Linked DNA regions of Rattus norvegicus: region 1 is linked to region 2. Evidence: chromatin contacts called from public Hi-C data. All regions are on one chromosome and are shown on one strand. The core of a region is the stretch at or near the end of the contact, and the rest is flanking DNA. Distances in the headings are between cores, read along the strand shown.

What was found. A called contact is a pair of places that touch in the nucleus more often than the background predicts.
Region 1: a contact with region 2 is called in a Hi-C map of liver, with 3 times the contacts expected there. The contact joins two enhancer-like sites. A contact is called at or near these places in 2 of 12 Hi-C or Micro-C datasets (kidney and liver).

The regions. Positions count from the first base shown.
Region 1 is chr18:60,104,697-60,108,424 of GRCr8, reverse strand. All of the region lies in intron 1 of Onecut2 (one cut homeobox 2), which reads right to left. Among named protein-coding and RNA genes, the nearest start is that of Onecut2, 4.6 kb to the right of the region's middle. Within about 2 kb of position 2,149, at least 3 of the 93 cell types and tissues checked have an H3K27ac peak or open chromatin away from gene starts, as enhancers often do. A contact at or near this core is called in liver, where this site is marked.
Region 2 is chr18:59,855,070-59,858,937 of GRCr8, reverse strand. No RefSeq gene overlaps it. Among named protein-coding and RNA genes, the nearest start is that of Rpl31l7, 54 kb to the right of the region's middle. Within about 2 kb of position 2,582, at least 1 of the 93 cell types and tissues checked has an H3K27ac peak or open chromatin away from gene starts, as enhancers often do. A contact at or near this core is called in liver, where this site is marked.

The sequences.
Region 1 (3,728 bases), core at 900-3,399, 250 kb before region 2:
AGTGCGATGCTTACCGACAGCTTTAGACACATTTCTAAACGAATTTCAAAACGAAGAGGCTTTTCAGGACGATTTTGATAGAGGGAGGGAGGAAGGGAGGAAGGGAGGAAGGGAGGAAGGGAGGGAGGGAGGAAGGGAGGAAGGGAGGGAGGGAGGGAGAGAGAGAGAGAGAGAGAGAGAGAGAGAGAGAGAGAGAGAGAGAACACTAGCCAGAGATCCGTTGGATCAAGTACGATGGTCAAGGGCAGGGAAGACGAAGGCATGTTGTTGTTGTTATTTTGTTTTAGAGCAGGATCACCAATTGTCACCCCAAGTAGCGCAGATTGTTCAGTATACGCAACGGTGGGTAAATGGGACCCAGGAGCCCTGTGCAGGCCAAGAAAACCGTTTATCGAAAATGTAGCTGGCTCCAACGGCTGCTCCCGGGAGGAGTTGCGGTCAGACCTGAGAACCCGGCCTCAGCTGGCGTGGCCGGAGCGCCAGGGATCCTGGGCACTGGCGAGCGCTCTTCTGGGAAGAGCGAGCCGTCCGTCCGACTTACTGGAAACGCGCCGGATCAGGTTCCAGATCAATGAAATCTGGGTCCACACGTTTACGTTATTGTTGCCAGCATTAATGCTCTTTTAATCTTCTAAACATTATCAGCATCGATCTCCCTCCATATACACATTTGTTTGAGAAAGTGACATAACCACACTGTGGAAAGCTTGGAATAAAAATAAATGCGCCGCCCCTCTAATCCACCGCTGCCGGCGGCCCGGAATACTTCTCGGAGCTCGGGTTCACTCAGCTCCCTCGCGGCCCGCCTTCCTCTACAAGTTCCGTCTCAATCTCTGTTCGGAAGGCGTTCTTTGGGGACTAGGGACTTGACACGGCAAGAACACCGGTAGTGAGCTTTACAGTTATTAATCTGATCAGCCAGCAAGCTAACAGATCAGTCTGTTCTGCACCGGTGTGCACTGGGTTTGGCCTCCTGACTCGGATCCCCAAAGTAAACCCCCAGCGGGCTGGGCCCCCGGATTGGACAAACAAGATGGTCGGAAATGTTGGGTGCGAAACGGAAAGAACGTTGTGGCGGAGGCCCACTTCCAGCCCTTCGTTTTAGCAAAAACCTGTCTCCCGCGTCATCTAAAAAGCACCTGTACGGCGCGGCAGGAGATGCGCACGTATGAATGCAGGAGCTATGGGGCGATCAATGATCTGACCACATCCGCTGAGGCGGGCGACAATTGGGCCCGAGGGCATCGAGTTGGCTAAGGACTTTAAAACCTCCTGGACTGAGTAGGCTCTATTCTGTCTGTTTAGGGACTGCTTCCTGGAGAAGGTCTTCACGCAGTTGGCACTGGAGCTCGGCTCCGGGAGGGCCAACAGCGAAGCCTCGCTCCCAGGAGGCAGAAACCTCTGTTATGACGGTAATAGCAGCCACGCTATTGTTTTCCTGCGTTGAGAAAAGCAACAACAACAACAACAACAACAACAACAACAACAACAATAATAGTAATGACCCCCCTCATGGACTCAGGTTCTTCCCTGAGCTCCCGCGGTTCCTCCTAGTTCGCTTTTGTGCGCTGTGCCGAGGCCCTGGAGGATCAAAGCCAGAGAAAGTGTGCTCAAACCTGCGTGAGTTTGTCCTCGCGCCAGGCTAATAAGAACGGCCCAGCGGGATCCCGTCTTGGGCCACTCCCAGCCTATTTGACCGGTTGTTACTACTAGCCGTTCTCACCACCCAGTGAGGGTAGAGTTTCTTTCCCTGACTTCTACTTTGGGACAATCCGAACTTCACTAACTTGGTCCGGAGGAGTCGTCTTTGCTGTATACCCAAGCTTGACAGTAGAAAGACTGGGAAGGTTCATGGGCTGGCTGGACGGCCCAGCTTTCCGGGGTGACTGGTATACTTGACCTAAAAATAGAGCTTGACAATCAGAGTCCCTCTGACCCTTGTACAGATGGGTCTCAAAATGATGAAATGAGAGAGAGAGAGAGAGAGAGAGAGAGAGAGAGAGAGAGAGAGTGAGAGAGTGTGTGTGTGTGAAGGTGCTGGGCTGGGACGGCCGGCCATCCTGGGAAGTCACTGACTTGCTTAACCCCAGGGCCCCAAAGACCCGGACTCCGGGATGGTTCCCAGCAGGGTTTCCCACCGATCAATAACAATCAAAGGCCTTCCTTTTCTACTCTGTGCGATTCTGTTCCCTACTCTACCGAGCACATAATACCTATTTACCCATCTCCAGCTTTTGACAGTGTCTGAAGGCACTGATCTACTGACCCCATACCGAAAAGCCCCCTATAACTACTCAATACTTGTAGTTGCCGACAAAACGGCCAGATTTAAAAAAAAAAAAAAAAGGGAAGGCGCTTGTCCCCATTTCTCCTAAGGTTATAAAACAGACTCACAGTTAAATGTTTGAGCAAAACCGGGTGCTCCGCTTACTTTCCCTGTCTGCGATCCCCGCCGGAAATCACGATACAAGTCTGGAAGGTTTGCCCCAGGAGTCACCTGGCAACTCTCCAGGAGTTTGGGGCTGAGAGCCCCAGGTACCACACTCTTCCTCATCCACTGTAGAAAAGCTCGCTGCAAGGGGAAGCTTTAACTTTCAACACGGACAGAATGCTAGTGTTTTTATACAGCATTGCCCTTTGCCGGACGGGCGTGAGGGGGCGGCAGCGCTCCGAGATGGCCCAGAGAGGAAAAGCTGTCGTGGAGCCCTTTACTGTACCCCTAGGAGCAGCTGCCAAGTTCCTTCTGCGCCCCCCCCCCACAAGCGCAGGAAACCAACCAATGCTTGAGACCCCTTAGAGCTCCTACAGTATCGGGGAATGGGAAGTCTAAAATGAAGTTACCATAACGAGAGCAATCATTAAGCCTCTAGCTTTCAAAGCTTTATCTTTACCCGGGACCAGGAGCACAAAACGAGGAGAGTGTATAAGAGGATGGAGAATAAGCTAACGGAGAAAAAAAGATTAAAGTCGGCCTCAACCTCTAGTCAAAACTGTCCATAGCCCAGAGATTTTGAGGGGAGTTCTCTGGAAGAAATCGTTTTTTCTTTCTTTTCCTTACCCTTTTAGATTGACACGGGAGGTTGCTGAGAAGCGAACAAAACCCAACATTGGGCAAAGGAAGGGACTGTAGGTGGAAACGTCTCCTCCTTAGGAGCAGTGACCATACCCCGGGACACATCCCTTAGTTCTGCTAGGAACGGTAGGATGCACCGCACAAAACCCGGTCTGGTGGTGGAAGAAAGTCTTGAGGGACCGGAATGGACACCTGACCTAAGAAGATCCAGAGCTCGTGAGCGCCGGATTCAGAACCACGCGAGCCCTAATACGGGTTTTAAGCAAATTAAGGCCAACGCTAGCTAACTGTTCCTAGAGCACCAAGAAGCACGAAGTCACCCAGCCAAGGTTGCAGCTGGTTATTGTTATGTCCTCACCAGCGGGAGGTCTGGACTCCTTGCCCCTCTGGGTCCGCGGTTCAGGCCTAGGGGCAGAGCAGTCGTAGCACTCTGGGAGTCGGGTCTGTCTGCACAAAAGCTCGAAACTGTGTCAGCCGCAGCCCAGGCGGCGTCTTTCGCTTTTGCACTCACCGCCCATACCGGAGGTTTCAGTGTTCCTAGAACAATAGAGGGCTGTACCTCGCCTCTCGGCCGCTAGAGGAGGCACAGAGAGCCGTGCCCGCTCCGGAACAATGTAACCCGCGCGTTGACCGGTCCCCTGCCGCGGGCAGCCGG
Region 2 (3,868 bases), core at 1,333-3,832:
TAAGGACAATATTCTAGGTCAGTGGTTCTCTACTGATCATGTTGTGAAGGATCTCAACCTTCTTTATGCTATGATCCTTTAGTACAGTTACTCATGTTATGGTGACCCCCAATGATTAAATAATTTCATAGCATCATTACTTCAAAACTGTAACTTTGCTACTGTTATGAATCATAATGTAGGTATCTGATATGCAGGATATTTGGTATATGACCCCTTAAAGGGTTGTGAATCTCTGTTCTAGTTCCTGAAGAAGCTACAGCAAAAGAGGAATGTCTTGCCCTGAAGTATGTACTAACTATCCAGAAACAGCACCTTAAAAGGATGCTGGAAAGATTAAAATTCATAGGAGCACTTCTTCCTCTCAGCTAGACAAAGAAATCACATGGGGGAGTGAAAAAAAAAGCACACAGGTTTTTAAGCTTTGGGTTTGAAGAAGCAGAAAGACAAGCAGACTTGCAGCTGGTCTAAAATAATTTATTGGAATAGAAGACAAGGCATTCTGAGATTTTTAATTTCCTTGGATGATTGGCACATACAGCTTGAAATACAGAAATAACTAAAAGCAAAAGCACAGTCAGCCCCCCTAAGCCTCCTCTGAAAAGGCAGGGGGCTTCAGAACCAGTGTTGGGCTCTGCCTCCCCCAAGTTTTCAATGAAAATTCTGCTTATCTTTCCCAATACTCACATCACCAGCTGCTCTATTAGTATTTCTAAGAGCACACTGAGATTCCAGAATGTTCTTTAAAGGCTTTGGCTGGTGCCAGTAGACCAGATTAGAATTAGAAAAGAACCCTATCCTTTATCTGGCAAATAGGAAAGCAGATGATGCTAACAGCTTCCTCAGAGGAGTCTGGGATGGGGTGCTTGCAAATGAGATCATTGAGCTCACATCCTCTGGGAGATTCTTCCAGGTTACTCCAACTGTCCCTTCCACAGTAGGTAGCATTAATTCTTTATCCCCAGGGGAAGGGACTTTCAGCTAAAGTTGTTTTCACCACCCCACCTCCTGTAGCAAGAACCAAGAATTGGTAGAATAGCCTTTTTGACCTCTGAGTTTCTGAAACTAAATATATGGGGCAGGGGACAGAGAGCTGGATGCTTGGTCAGTTTTCCTTTCAGTTTCCAACCCTAAGACCATGTTGTGCAACACATTGAAATCATCGACCTCATGGTCATCTGAAGGACTTCTTTAAAATGTAACTTTTGAGTATCATTCCCGAGTCCTCCAGATCAGATATACAGTGGGGGTGCAGAGCAGGGATAAACTCCTGGAAGGATTCTTTTGCCTCTGTAGGTGTGATCTCCCCTAATACAGTGGAATGAGAACCACGCTCTGTATTAGCAGACCTCAGTGTGATCGCTCTACCACTTACCCACAATGTGACATTTGGCAACCATCACACACGAGGTTCCAGTGTCAGAGAACAGTCGCACAGTCATGTGTCTAGCTGAAGCTCTGGACAGAACCTTTTTCAACATGTAGGCTCCAGTAGACTACTGTGATAGAGCCACTCTAAGAAGGAAGGCACACAAAAGCAAGGGGGAGTCCCACCAACCTTGGTATCTGCCTGAGCACCAGTTCTATGCCCATTACAAGGTAAATCTTTTTTTTTCCCATTCCATGAAGTCTGAGATTTTTTTAAAATTTTCTTTTCACAAACTCAAGCTCCCCTATTACAGGAATATTTTAATGCTTCCGGCACAGCTAATTGACCTTTACTTGCCAGATAAGTCCTGTAGTATTGCTTTAACCTTCCACTTAATCTAATAAAAGCCAGTGGTACCCACCTTTCAACCTTTACAAATGTGCTGGCTGGTTTTGTGTGTCAACTTGACACAAGCTGGAGTTACCACAGAAGAAGGAGCCTCAGATGAACAAATGCCTCCGTGAGATCCAGCTGTAAGACATTTTCTCAATTAGTGATCAAGGAGGGAGGACCCAGCCCATTGTGGGTGGTGCCATCCCTGGGCTGGTGGTCCTGGGTTCTATAAGAAAGCAAATTGAGCAAGCCAGGGGAAGCAAGCCAGTAAGCATGAAGCAAGCCATGAAGCATCCCTCCATGGCCTCTGCATTAGCTCCTACTTCCTGACCTGCTTGAGTTACAGCCCTGACTTCCTTTGGTGATGAACAGCAAATATGGAAGTGTAAGCTGAATAGACCCTTTCCTCCCCAACTTGCTTCTTGGTCATTAAGTTTTGTGCAGGAATAGAAACCATGACTAAGTCAGGCCCACTTTGCTTCCTTCATAATCAACAGTAGAGGATAAAGGAAAGCAAACACCAGCAGTTTAGAGTGTACAACTCTTTGTGTTCTCCTCAGCTCAGACAGCTGTAGCTCCGTGAGTATCAGGAAGCATCACCAGTTTCCCAGATGGGTGACAGTTTTTCAGTATTGATGACTTCACCCTCAGCTCTTCAAGTACCAGCTTCACCTTCTAACTCCAACCTTAGCTTATCGCATTTGTTGTGTTTATTGAGTATCTGTTAGGTGCCATGAAGACTTGGAGATGAACACAGCATAGTTTCGGTCTATCAGACTCTGGCAAGATACACAGTCACACCCTTTCAAAGACAAACATTCCAGGTTTAGAATGGAACCTTCTAAACTCTGCCTTCCTTGTCGGATTTGAACCTTGACTTCCCTCCCTGACTGCAGGGCCTTCTTCTGTTCTGTAGGTAGAAATGAAGGAAAAGGAGATGGGGTGTCCTTTTATACTCTCTCATCTCTTAGAGAGAAAGGTCTGGATATTTGTATAACTATACACGGACCACTTGCTGAAGACCAGGCACTTTCTACACATGTTAGATTCATTACCCATTAATCTTTATGTCTTGTTGCCAAGAGAGCAAACAAAGGTACAAAAAGTAAAATAACCTGCTTGAACGCCAAGAGTGTACAGCTAGAAAGTGAATCCAAGTAGTTTTGAAGCCCCAGTCTCTTCTTAGAAATGAGGGCTAGGCCTTTGTTCCAGATAGAATTAACTGGTTTTGCACAGCCACCCAAGATCCCTTGAAAGAGGAGAGCTCACCTTTTATAAGTTAAAAAAAAAAAGGCCTGCTCAGGGCCCACAGTAGGTCCACCTAAAGTAGGAGTCCCAAAGGCTTTATGTCTAGTTCCTTAGGAGAGATGCCTACAGGTTGAGTTGGGTCACCCATAGATTGTGGTGGAATGGCATTTCTTGACCAGCCCTCATTATCACACATAAGTAATGAGACATGACTGTTCAAGAAGAAAATCCATGTACAGGATGAGACTTGGGGCAAGAAATAGAAAGGAAAGAATGATATTAAGAATGGGGTAAGAAAGACTCAGAAGGAAGGGGCTGGTCAAAGGCCTAAGACTGGAAAGAGGGAAAGAACAGGTAAACCAAGTATTGGATCAGCCCTGGAGAGCTGGTCCTCAAGGCATTGGGCTGGTTACAGCAGAGGAAAACTAAAGGGTAATGGTAGGTAGAATATGCTTGACCAAGGAGTGGCACTGTTAGGAGGTGTGGCCTTGGAGTAGGTTTGGCCTTGCAAAAGGAAGTGTGTCACTGTAGGAGTGGGCAATGAGATCCTCCTCCTAGCTGCCTGAAGATGTCACTCTTCTCCTGGTTCCCTTCAGAACAAGATGTAGAACTCTCAGCTCCTCCTGCACCATGCCTGCCTGGACACTGCCATGCTTCTCACCTTAATGATAATGGACTGAACCTCTGAACCTGTAAGCCAGTCCCAATTAAATATTGTCCTTTATAAGAGTTGCCTTAGTCATGGTGTCTCTTCCAGTAATGGAAACCCTAATTAAAACCAGAGTCTAGGGCCTAACCATTAGCATCTTTACTTAGAGCTGAGAACAAAGCAGAGAGATATGCTTGATGGAGGGACTG